Regions from separate parts of the Rattus norvegicus genome. Here region 2 is linked to region 1. Evidence: chromatin contacts called from public Hi-C data. All regions are on one chromosome and are shown on one strand. Each heading gives the region's core, a stretch centred on a gene start, on an enhancer-like site or on the middle of the called end of the contact. The rest is flanking DNA. Distances are from core to core; before and after follow the strand shown. Region 1 holds the start of Bub1 (BUB1 mitotic checkpoint serine/threonine kinase). Region 2 holds the start of Bcl2l11 (Bcl2-like 11).

Region 1 (6,450 bases), core at 1,073-3,572:
TGGCAGAGGGAAAACTTGGGCAGTTTTTAATTACTGGATCTTCTTACCCCCATATTCTAGACAAATGTCCAGAGAGAGGAAAGGCACAGCCTCCTGAGACAGCCACCACAATATCTTCAGAAACGACAAGGTTACTGAGTACACGCCGAGGGAGCTGTGCGCCAAACAGCAGAGTCACCTGGGGCTGTGTGCACACAGCAGCTGCTCCTCCGTGATTCCCAGAAAACAGTTTTGATTGGTGGGTGTTTGACAGGAGGCGTGGTTTAAAGAGCAGTTCCTGGTGTTAATTTTAAACAGTCATACTCGGCCACAGTTTCTTTGGACAGTGCCGGTTAGACTTCTCCAGCACAGGTAAAATAAAGGTCTGCACAAGAAAACACAAATGGCTACATTGTGATAAACCAAGGCTATCACAACTTTCCACTGTTATCTTAACTAAAACTTTTCGTTAAGAGAAATCCATTGTTAAACAGAAATCCATTGTTAAACACAAGGCACGCTTTTGTAATATATAAGGCATAACAATAATAAGAAAATGAGCAATACGTGTGCCCAGATTAAACATATAGATGTCTGTATGTAACTTGGGTTCACTTTACCTCTTCTCCAGCCTTTCCTTTGCTCCCAAGTAGACTAACTAGAGTGTTGTTATTCTGCTTCTAATTAAGGCCAAAGAGTTGTGTCCAGGGTGAAGTCCAGAAAGCCTCACACAAAGGCTGCTAAATTAACATATGAGAAGAATCTGTCCACGAAAAGAAAGGCTGAGGAGGTCTTTGAACTGGCCAGAGCCACTAGTATCTTCCCCCAACCCACCCCTCATTTCCCACCCCCATCCCATGCCTGAAGGTAACATTTTAATACTGAAATACTAATGAGACATGCCATGCATGAATTTGTAAAGACAACCTCATGTAACGCGGCATGCACAAGCAATCTCATGCTATGAAGATGACCCAAAACCCCAGAGAATGTGGCATGAAAGTCCCAATCCTTTGGATGGCCTTTATTGAGTTTCTATAAGCCTTCTTTCTGCTTTAGGCTTTAGGGTTTCTCTGTGTAGCCCTGGCCATCCTGGAACTCACTCTGCAGACCAGACTGACCTGGAACTCAGAGATCTGCTTTTTCTCTGCCTTCTGAGTGCTGGGACTAAAGGCATGTGCCACCACAACCCAGTTTGGAAGTATATTCTTTTTTTTTTTAATTTATTTTTTATATATAAGTACACTATAGCTGACTTCAGACATACCAGAAGAGGGCATCTGATCCCATTACAGATGGTTGTGAGCCACCATGTGGTTGCTGGGGTTTGAACTCAGATGGCTTTTCCGGAGGTCCTGGGAGTGTATTCTTCACTTTGCTTGTTACTATATACTAGGAATGCAAGAACCTGGAACTCCCTCTAGTGGTGTTGACCAATTCTGACATCTGCCAATATCATGATCACAGACAATATTTTAGTGTGCAGCTATAAAAACATGTCAGGAATATCCCTCTAGTGAGTCTAAGAAATCAAATGAGAAGTCACTCATAATTCTTTTCTCTAGGTTAGGAAATGTCTCTCAGTCTATCAACTTAAGGAAGCTGAAACTCCCAGGACCTTTAGAAGCAGGAAGGTAAGTAATCACACGAGCCTTTTATGTTCTACTTGCTTTGGTCAAGTGACCCTAGAGAGGCAAAGTGGGAAATTATTAAAACTCAAGAGGCAGAGAAGACTAGATTATTTCTCAACTCACTCTCAGAACACATGAACACGTTAAATATTTATTCTTGGACATCCGGACTCTTTACAAAGTTATTATGAATATTTTACGAATATTATTATACGAATATGTGTGAGTGTGACTTTATCTGAACCTAGTATGTGCAGGTGCTGGCAGAGGCCAAAGGCGCAGGATCCCACAGAACTCTGGAACACACACACACATACACGGTCCTACAAACAGGGCTATTTTTCTTCATTCATGAACCCGACATGAGTGTGGTTTTCTTATTTGTTATACGAGTATGTACCACGGCATGCGTGTGGAAATCAGAGGACAACTTGAGGAAGTTGGTTTTGTTTCCTTCCACCTTATGGATGCTTTTATTCACTGAGCCAGCTCACCAGCCATGCAATTTCTGTTAGTTAAGCAAAGAGAACAAAAATTCGCGACTCTCAAGACCCAGGAAGGCTCAAAGCAGTTCCAGTCACAGAATCGTCGCGTTCAGCCTGATAGTGTAATACTGTAAACCAGTTGCAATTCCTACAGTTTAAAAAATAATAACAATAATCCCTATGTTTAAAAAAAAATGGTTATTGTCTCACTAGAACGGAAACGAACCTGACCTCAGCCAGCACCTAGCCTAGGATTCACTAAAGGCCTAAGGGCAAGTGAAAGAACGGCTGAGGAGGGCGAGGGGGTGGGGGCGGGACTTTGTCTCCCAGCAACGGGCGCAGCGATTGGCCAACTTTCCCGCAGCGGAAACCAATAGTCAGGCGCGCTGCCAACGCTCGACATTACAAGTGCGGCTGCGCGGGGAATTCGAATCGCTGGCCGCCTTCGAGGCTCGGGGTGGGGGCTGATGGGGTGTTTAGTCGGCGGCTGATGGGGTATTTCACCGCTGCGCGCTTTTTCTCGTCATGGACAACCTCGGAAATGTCTTTCGGTAAGTGTCGTTCAGGTGGAGTGAGAGCGCGAGCCGGACTGAGTGCCGGTCCGGACGGTTGGAGTGCGGGTCCCTCAGGAGCGCTTTCTCCTCAGCGCTGCTTCCTCAGTGGGTTTGCCACACCAGGCCTCAGGCAAGGCGGCGGCCCCCGGCTCACTCGCGTAGAGGTGCAAGCTGCAGCCGGTTACTGTTTTGTGCACAGGATTTGGGATTTGGGCAGTCTGCCAGACCTTCAGAAGTCACGTGTGTCCATGGAGAACTCGGTCCAAATGCGAGGAACGCCCTGCCCTCAAAACCCAAACTAGGGTGGTGAGATTTTTGGAGAAAATTACAAAATCTCTGGTAAAAACGCCACCCAACTAAGGAAAAAATTTACTATTTCTCGATATGTAAGAAACAAAAGTTGAAGCTGAACTTTATGGAAAAAATGCTTGCTATTAAGTCATTTAAATCTTCCTGCAACCAGATTTTTTTTTTTTTTTTAAGATTACCACACTGATTGCTTTTTTACTTTTTTATTTTTTGGACTGGGATGGGGTGCACTTAGGTGACTTACCCAGCCTGTGATGGTAAGCCATTTTAAAACTGTTAAATCAGATGTTACAAGAAATACAATTTTTATTTTTATCAGTCCTTTAGGTATTAGATAAGTAAGATATCCAAAATCTGTTGGCGTTAAGCAATTTAACTTTTGATCAGATCGACTAAGGATCTCCCCTCCCCATTCTAAAAAAGTAACTAGGTATTTTGATTTTTAAAGGCTAATTTGATGTTTTAGCATTAAGTTACAGTGTGTTTAAGCGATTTTCCCAGGAGATGTGGTTGGTGTAAGGTTATTCAATGTTTACCTTGGACAAATATTTGTATATCTTATTTTGCTAAATAAGAACTTATAAACAAAGAAGTTGTGCTGACATTTCAGACATGCTAAAAGGAATCCAAAATGTGTTCCTTTTAAGTGAAAAAAGTGAGAGACCTTGATCTTTAAAAAAAAAAAAAAAGACATTACTAAAATCTATACTACTACTGCCCACAAAATCATGAGACAGCCTTTGCAGTTTCTCTAAGTGATTTCAGTATGCCAATGAAATATATTTTGAGATAGATTTTCTCATCATCTACAAAAATACTACTTTTAAATTCTTTCTCTCCTAATCTCATTTCTCAATTTAAAAACCTATGAGTGTTTCTCAACTGGATTCATACTGAAAATACAGTTGATTCCCATCTTCCCTCTCTCTGTAGTTGTACATATGCTATTCTCACCCTTACTTACTACCTATTAGGACTGTGCCATAACTTCTGAACTGATTCCTATTTATAGTTCCACCCCTACCCCTTTATGTAAAGGAACAAAGAAGACATTTTAAAATGCTGGAGAGATGGCTCGGCTGTTCAGAGCACTGACAGTTCTTCTAGAAGTCCTGAGTTTAATTCCCAGCAACCACATGGTGTCTCACAACCATCTGTAATGGGATCCGATACCCTCTTCTGGTGTGTCTAAAGACAGCAACAGTGTACCACATACATAAAATAAATAAAATTTTAAAAAATGCAGATAGAGCTTGCCTCTTTACACTTTACACCTTTTTACACTAATTTTGATTCCTTAAGGATAACTCGTGCCCACTCTTACCACTTAACTTGCCTCCCTTTTCTATTTAACAGTCAATGAAACATGGTACTATTTTTTTATGTTTTTGTTTGTTTACCCCACTAGCACGTGAAGTTGTTAGGACTTGATTTGTTTGCCTGACTAATTAAACTGTGGTTAGGTATTGTGGAAGTAAGAAAAGCAAAATCCTCTGGGAGCTCTATGGGTATTTATCAGCACTGTCATCATGTGCTTATCCTTTGGGACAATGTTAGATTTGGACTCAAGCAAACAGTCTCTGGAAACTCCAAATTGTAGTATTGGGGCTGTCACACCAGAGGAGAGGCTTTCTTTGGATCTTATTCTAACCCCCTAACTTACCTATGCTCCTGAGAAATAAGGGCCTAAGTATCGCTTGTCTCAATACCACTGGGGAGCAATGACATTGGGATCACCAAGTCTAGATAGACTTTGAGGCAAATACTGATTCTGACTTTTCTGAACACCTCTGAATGATTGCTCTTTTATGTGATATTTTGGTTGATATTCAGGATTTCCACTCTCAAGTATATAGATAACATAATGTAGAATCAAATATATCTTTGGCATCCAGGAATTATTCCTCCTTTCATGTCTGTACTTTTGTGTTCTAGTATGTTTGAAGCCCATATGCAAAGCTACAAGGGTAATGACCCACTTGGAGAATGGGAAAGGTTAGTGCATGTTTGTTTGTTTTCCTTTAAACAAAGGAACCATATGCTACCCTGTGGAAAACTAATATCCATATTTTTCTAGCTTTATGAAGTGGGTAGAAGAAAATTTTCCTGACAATAAAGAACACTTGGTGACAATATTAGAACATTTAATGAAGGAATTCTTAGATAAGAAGAACTACCACAATGATTCAAGATTCATCAGTTATTGCTTAAAATTTGTAAGTATAATTTCAGGTAGACAGCTAAATATAATGTTTTACTTCTGGTTCTCTCCCTTGCTTTTTGGGGGTAAGGGGGGTTAAGACAGGGTTTTTCTTTGTAGCCCTGGCTATCCTAAAACTCACTCTGTAGACTAGGCTGGACTGGAACTCAAAAAGATTCACCTACCTCTGCCTCCAAGTGCTGGGATTAAAGGAGTGCCCAACAATTGGCTGGCTTTTGGACTCCTTCTTGTTAAGATCATTTTAGACTGCCTTTTTTAAATATCAATTTCTTGCTTTTAATTCATGAATGTTTTAAAAGTTATGTAGTCAGAAGTATGTATTTTAGAGCCTTGGCTTCTAAAGCACTGAAGAATCAGTGATTTAATTTTAAAGCCTCTCTTTATTTCATATGTCTAAATGTTCCAACATGAGATAGGAACTAAAAGTTAAATGGATTGTTAGATAAGAAATCTGGTTGGGGTCAGTTGTAGCTCACTTGGGAGAGAGGCAGGCAAACCTGCATTTTCTGCCAGCCTAGTCTACAGAGAAAGTTCTAGAACAGCCACGGCTATGTAGCAAGGCCCTGTCTCGAAAAGAAAAGGAAAAAGAGAGAAGAAAAACGTGCTTTAGGGTGAGATGATAAGCAGGAGCTCTTGGGTGCTAAGAGACTCTGGGAATGAATCAAATTCGTCATGAGTATAGTAAATAAATGTTAACTGAGTGTTAAATATCAAAAAATATTTTAACCGTAATATATAGTTATACATCATAACTAGTATATATACCATATAGTATTATATATGACTATATAATATATAACTATATAACATATAGCTACATATAACTAGTATATAACTATAATAGCTAGTATATAACAATAATAACTAGTAAAAGAAAATTTAACTCAGAGACTAAATTAACTCAGAGACTAAATATAATGCTAAAAGAAGGAGGCAGTCTCAGACTTTAAGAGAGTGGGATTCTGTGTTTATATTATGGCTTCCAGTTTAGTGTTTCTATGGGATTCCTGAATGTGCACACAAGCAGGTCTCAGACTCTTGTCCCTTCCTTCTCTTGGGCTCTTTTCCTTCTTTTGGTTTGTCTTATCCAATTTCGATGAGATTGGGTTTTTTTTTTCACCTTATTTTACTTTATTTTGTTAAATTTTTAAAGATGAATGTATGAATGAACAAATGAAAACCTAGCTACTAGGGTAAAAATTAACAACTGAACTGTCATACCTACTGGGAGAGGGAGAATCTGTTTTCTCAAATGGAATGACGCTGGGCAT
Region 2 (6,248 bases), core at 2,385-4,884, 320 kb before region 1:
ATCTCAAAACTAAGAATATAGTTTTTAGAAGATTCTACAACTGACTTTAGCCCCTGAAATAAAAATCTACAATCTAATCTCAACCATCCATACTAAATCCCTTGAGGCAAAACTGAGCTTAAAGGAGAACTGGTGCATAAAGCCATCTTCAGGGTTCTACCGTGGTTCTATGCTGGCACACACTTCACCTTCCAGAGGCTGTCTTCAGGAATGATCAAGTTGCCCATCACTCCCTTTACATGCCTGGTGGTTATTAAACTATCTTATATATCTGACCCTGTTCCTTTCTAACACAATGACATGAACACCTAAGCTTAGTGGTTAAAACCAACTCTACCACAGTTATAAACTTTGGCTAGAAGGCCACCGATTCAAACTTTGCAGCTCAAAGCTGATGTTTGCACATCCATAAATTCACAACAAACTCTACAAGTTAAAAAAAACTGTTGAGATCTCCATACATCTTGTTTTTATCAAAATATAGAATGAGTCGCTTGAGCAATTCTATGAGGCTTTAAATGCTCCCCAACAGCGTTGAAACCGATATTCAAACAAGCACACACCAACTGCCCCTTACCTAGCTATAGCTTACCCATTGCACTGAGATAATGGTTGAAGGCCTGGCAAGGAGGACTTGGGGTTTGTGTTGACTTGTCACAACTCATGGGTGCCGGGCTCCTGTCTGTGTCAAAAGAGAAATACCCACTGGAGGACCGGGACAGCAGAGAAGATCTTCTCACAAAGATGAAAAGTGGGGATCTGGTAGCAAAAGGACCAGGGCTGGCCGGTGGGGCCAGCGGGCCCTGAGGGCTGCCGTGGGGGCAGCGGTCCCCTTCGCCGTCGGGATTACCTTGCGATTCTGTCTGTAGGGAGGTAGGGGCCCCAGGCCTGAGCTGGGGAGGCCTCTCAGCAGGCTGCAATTGTCCACCTTCTCTGTCACACTCAGAATTTACATCAGAAGGTTGCTTGGCCATTTGGTCTTTTTTTCTGCAAGGAAACCGGAGGGGAGGAGAGACAACAAAACGATTATCTTCAGCAAATTAAGTTTTAAAATCATTTCATCCACTCGTTAAGAATTCTAGAGTCAACCTCAGATTCTTTGTTATGTTGTTTGCTTTTCTGACTATCTTCCAAGTAAGATCAAAAGTGCACCCAAAATAATGAAGGTGTGTTTATTTTGATGCAGGGTGAAACTAAATCAGACTACCAAACAAAACAAAGTATCAACTCCATAGCTTGTGGAGTCAGTTGGTGCGCTCACGCACATACACAACCACAGAAGTTTTAGGAGAAGCAGCTCATGGGAAGTCTACATTTCGTGCTTTTCCTTCAGGACAAACTTGAATCAAGTCTGAAAATCCCAGCGGGCTCCCATTTCCCGGGCTCAGATGCGGCGCTGGAGCACAGGAGCCGGCGCAGATGCAGAGATTGCAGGCGGCTGGCCGCCTTCCCTGCTCCGGCCCCATTGTTTGCCGAAAATGCTGAGGGCAGCAAGTCTGGAGAAGGTTTGGCAGCGGCCGTCAGTCGTAGTAAGTGCGTCACAATAGAGTTTGTAACTCCGAGCGCAGCTCCGCCCGGGTCGGGCGCCCTCGGCCGCAAGGTCCCTCCTGCTGCCTGCCCTGAGCGCCACCCCAAACACTAAACCACTTCTCTCCCGTGCAACCTTGCCGAAATGTGCACACTTCCAAATGGGGGCCTTCAGAGACATCCCTTTGAAAGTTCCACACCTAGCTACGTGCGCTTGGCAATACCCGGCGCAAGGCTGACTCTTTCCCTCCCCGGGCCACCACACGGAGACTCACGTCCGCCCCTTCCCTTCGGAGCGCAGCGTGTTGTGCCGATCGGACGACCCCTGCACGTAGCCACCGAGAAGGCAAGGGAAACAAAGCCGGGTCCTGGGCTCCAGGGCCCCTCGCCTGCCCGTCCGCCCTCCGCCACGCTCCGCCGGGGAGCCCAAGGTTTCGCGCGCCGCGCCTCTGGCTCGCGCTGCACCGGCCACCGCCGGGATCATCCTCCGCCTCCTCCCGCTCCGCCCCTCGCGCGCAGCTCCCGCCGCCGCGCGGGCACCGCCAGCCCTGCGCCCCTGGCGCCGGCTGCTAGTGCTCCCCATTGGCCCGCGCGCAGTCGCTCCTCACCGTAACCAATGGGCAGAGGCGGCGGGGGCGGCGCCTACGGGTCAGGCAGCCGAAGGCAAGGCGATTGTTGACAAACTCGCCTCCCAGCGCCGCGCAGACTGTGCCGGCCGCCGCAGCTACGGCTGGAACTTAGGGGGCCGGGCTGCTTTGCTTTGCGCCCCGCCCCGCCCCAGGGCCCGGCCCGGACGCCGCGCGCCTTGCGGGAATTCCCGCCGCCAAGGCATCGGGACATTAGAGACAAAGCGAGACCCGCACCCCTCGGAGATCCGCATGGGGCCACGATCACACTCCAGGCCACTCCGGGCAAAGGCCCTAACGGCCCCCGCAGTCCCTAGCCGAACTTCTTAGCAACTTCACCTGCTGTGCCCCCATGTGCTACCGACATGCACCAAATATGAACGACCCTCTCCGGTCTCGGGCGTGCACATCCAGACCTCCGCCCCCACTGTTCAGTTAGCCTTGCACAAGCAGTGCCTGCCTCGGGTGCATTAGGCTCGCGAGCTCAGGGGTCCGCTAGCCTATGCGACTGGGTCTTGGTGCGATCGGGCTAGAAGGAGTAGACAGGGCAGTCAGCTGGCTGGAGCTCGGAACACGCGTAGCCTAAGTGATCCTAGGGGGCTTACGGGGTCTCTTGTCTCCTGTAGATACGGCGCTCCTCAATATCCACAGGACGCTCGCAAAAAGAACCGGGCCGCCCGCGACATCCGGAAAGGCGAAATTGACCACTGTGGCCAAACTGGCTTGAGTGAGTACAAGCAAAGTCTGGGCGCGTGTGATTTTAATACTCAAACCTCCGCAATGAACCCGCGCCAGCGAAGAGTTAAGTCTACCCGCCCGCCGCTACTGCGCGGCTACTTCTCCCGGGCCGTCTGGGTCGCGGCGACGCTTCCCGGCTGGACGCACTACGGGCACTACGAAGCGGGACCTCCGCTCCAAGCCGAGACCACGCGCCCTCCTGGCCCGCGAGAGATGCCTCAGCGGCCCCTCGTGCAGCATCCCGGCCCAACCCGGTCTTCGGCTAAGAGCCCGCAGCTTCTGTGCCCACGACCCTTCCCCAGAAGTGCCTTGGCACGCAGAGACCTCGACCCGACTCCCAGCGTTCGCCTCCTGCAGCCGCGCGCCACGCGGGACAAACCAGCGCCTCCACCCGCACGTGCGACACCAGAGACAGATGAAGCCGCAGAGGTGGCTGCGGCGCCTGTCTTCTATCCATCCCCAGCCTGCGCCCCGGGAGTCGAGGAGTGTTTACCTTGCGTTTCTCAGTCCGAGAATCAGAGTCAGACATTGGGTGGACGAGGGCCAGGGGAAGGGCGCCGAGGCGGTGGCGGCGGGGGCAGCGGAGGTGGTGTGAATCCAAGTGGAACACAGCTCGCGGAGCGGCTGCAGGAATCCGGTGACTGCAACGACAACGGCGGCGGCGGCAAGGACCGCAGAGCTCCAACAAGCTGTTGACCCAGTGCCTGCGGGGAGCGAAGTGAAAGCAGCCTGCCCCAGCCACTCTGCTCTTACTGAGCCCCCGCTCCGGCGCCCAATCACCGCGGGCTCCGCCCCCCGCTCAGTCCGGCCCGGGCAAGCCGGAAGGTAAGTCCCACCCCCCACGGCCCCCAGGCCGCTGGCGCGTGCAGGCTGCGACAGGTAGTGGGGAGGGTGGCCCCACCGGCTGTCCTGCAGTTTGCGTGCGCCGCCCACCCCGGCGTGTTTACCCTAGTGACTTGGCCTGTGGGCAGCTGCATGCACGCCCATCCTCCACTCAGAATGTACCCGCCCCTCCCGGTCCGCCCGTGGCGGCCACCTCGCAGAGCGGAACTTAGGGGGCGCTCAGGGCACGCTGCTCTGTGTCCAGCCTGGCCGCGGCCGCCAGTTGGAAGCCTCAGGAGGCGCCCCTGCTCCCTTGGTTTGCGGAGCTTCTCAGCCCCAAACCAAAGGGACTAGATTGGTGCAAGGATGGGTACTGTCCTTTCCAAGAATTCCTGGCCTCCGGGGACCCAGATCAGAAAGATGCTTGCCCTTCCTCGGCTATGCCACAAGCGGGACTCTTCATCACCGCCGCCTTCTGTCCTCATTTAGGCTCTCCCTGGTTTTGTGTGTGTGTGTGTGTGTGTGTGTGTGTGTGTGTTGTTTTGTTTTGTTGTTGTTGTTTTTGTGTTCTATATGTTTGTTTCCCCAGTGCAGAGCTGGTGGTGGGAAGGACAGTTGAGAGACCAGGGAGGCTTCGGGGAGCGATGGGCGTGCACGATAAAGCAGATAAAATAGGGGAATGAGAAAGTTAACTCGAAAAGAATAAACAAGGAAAAGGAGGTGGGCTACCAAATAAAGACTGTTGCGCCATGAGCTGTACTGGGATCCTCAAAATTTATTGGGCTCACAGAGTACCGCCTGGAACTGTCTACCCATCGGCCCGCTGAAGCTGGCGGCCGCGGAACAGCGGAATTCAGGGCAAGCTAGGAAAGCCAGAAGGGGGTTGAAAAATCCCCTGACCCTCCTGAGGCCTTCGTGACCCTAACCGAAGTCTCGAAGTCAATGGTGCCATGTGCGTCCCCACCCCCAACCTCTTCTCTCACAGCGGCGGCCGAGAGTAGCTGGTCTGGAAATGGATCGTCCCCACACGTGAGGATTAAAGAAACTCGATTTAAGGGCTACCCAACCTGCATCCAGGCTGGCAGCAAGAGGGACATGGCCTTTTCATGAGGAACAAGTGTCAGGTGGCCTGTCGTCCCACCGTTGGACCATCTTGGTCATTTTGATGTTTATAAGCGGACCTAACGTCACGGTGACACAGCAAAGCCCCAGGCTAAATCTTGGCTCTTAGGTGAATCCTGAGCGAGTTATTGGTTAAGAAGTTATTGGTTCCCAGGGAAACTGGGGGGCTCAGGACAAAGCCTTGCTGGAGGTGAGGGACGATCGCTATAAGAGAGCACAGGGCAAGGGCATGGATGCAGGTCTGTCTTGACCAAGGCTGTGAACCAGTACTGTGCCTTGACCGACCACTCGGCATCCCACCCATGCAGCCCAATCTGCTGCTGCTACTCCGGGAGTCCAAAACCAGTAACAAGTCTGCCTGCTCCACGCCCTCAGCGGGCAGCCAGGCGCCTCAGCCTTAGACTAGAGAAGAACCACACAGGGATGGGGGGGTTGGGGGTGGGGAAAGCTCCGGTGTTTCTTCGTAGGAGCAGGTTGCTCTGGAGTCTTCCGATTTTGCAACCCTGGACACACTAAAAGAAAATTTACAGGCACTGGGGAAAGCAACGGACTGGGCTATGTGCTCTTATTTAGGGCTGAATTAGGAAGCCGGGCTGGAGGCGGAGGCTCTTGCATCACCCGCGAACAAGGCAGTCAGGGGAGCTTCCACCAAGTGCCTCAAGTAAGGTAGCCGCGGGCATTTGGGCCCTTGCAGTTTCTAGGGTTGGGTCGGGAGAACTCCTGGGATCGGAGTTGACGGCGGGGAAGAGCAAGGTGGGAAGGGCCAGTGGATCACCGGTGCCTTCCCGAGGCTGCCAACGATGTGGAGGAAGGGAATCGAGACGATGGCTAGAGATGAGAACGAAACTGGGCAACGCCAAGTCAGAACACAAATGAGAAATTCATTTCCGCCTGTGTAATCTCTCCAAATTCCAAAAACACTTTATTCCAACTATTCCCCAGACCCGCCATCCCTACCTTTCCAAGTCGCCGGAGCACCTTTCTACCGTTTAATATATTAAACTTTTCACACGTACGCTTTTCTGAAGGCTAGGTAACAGTTTAGCGAGGAGAAACTTGTTGCGCATGATCCTGCGGTCCGGAGATCGCCTACCTGGTAAGACTAGGGCGACTCCGGGCTTAAGCTCTCCGCTCTCGACAGCGCATTTCCTCACAGAGTTGGAGCAAGTCTGATTCACTAATCATCCCTTGTTGAACTTTTGCCCGAGCTTGGAGAGGGTGGAGCTTTCCTCCACCCCTTTTGCCTAAGGGTGTTTGATTTTTATGTTTTGATTTTTTTTTCACCCAGCCCCAATGTCTTTCGAAGTCTCTGTGAATCTGAGTCACCGCTGACGGTAGAGATCTTTGGTGGCACCGTGCGGTGGGCGAGACGATTGTCTGGGGATCCATGGCCATGGCTGGGAGAAGTCAAGG

The links. A called contact is a pair of places that touch in the nucleus more often than the background predicts.
Region 2: a Hi-C map of liver shows a contact between it and region 1, with 4 times the contacts expected there. The contact joins the promoter of Bcl2l11 here to the promoter of Bub1 in region 1. A contact is called at or near these places in 3 of 12 Hi-C or Micro-C datasets (Schwann cells, liver and mammary epithelial cells).

The regions. Positions count from the first base shown.
Region 1 is chr3:135,500,793-135,507,242 of GRCr8, reverse strand. It overlaps Bub1 (BUB1 mitotic checkpoint serine/threonine kinase), which reads left to right and starts at 2,322. Exons shown (of 25, transcript NM_001106507.1): 1 at 2,322-2,646; 2 at 4,894-4,953; 3 at 5,036-5,174. The coding sequence starts at 2,621.
Region 2 is chr3:135,817,428-135,823,675 of GRCr8, reverse strand. Bcl2l11 (Bcl2-like 11) reads right to left here and starts at 3,634. Exons shown (of 4, transcript NM_171988.3): 1 at 3,385-3,634; 2 at 593-987. The coding sequence starts at 974. It overlaps Acoxl (acyl-CoA oxidase-like), which reads right to left. Exons shown (of 19, transcript NM_001415677.1): 19 at 3,385-6,248.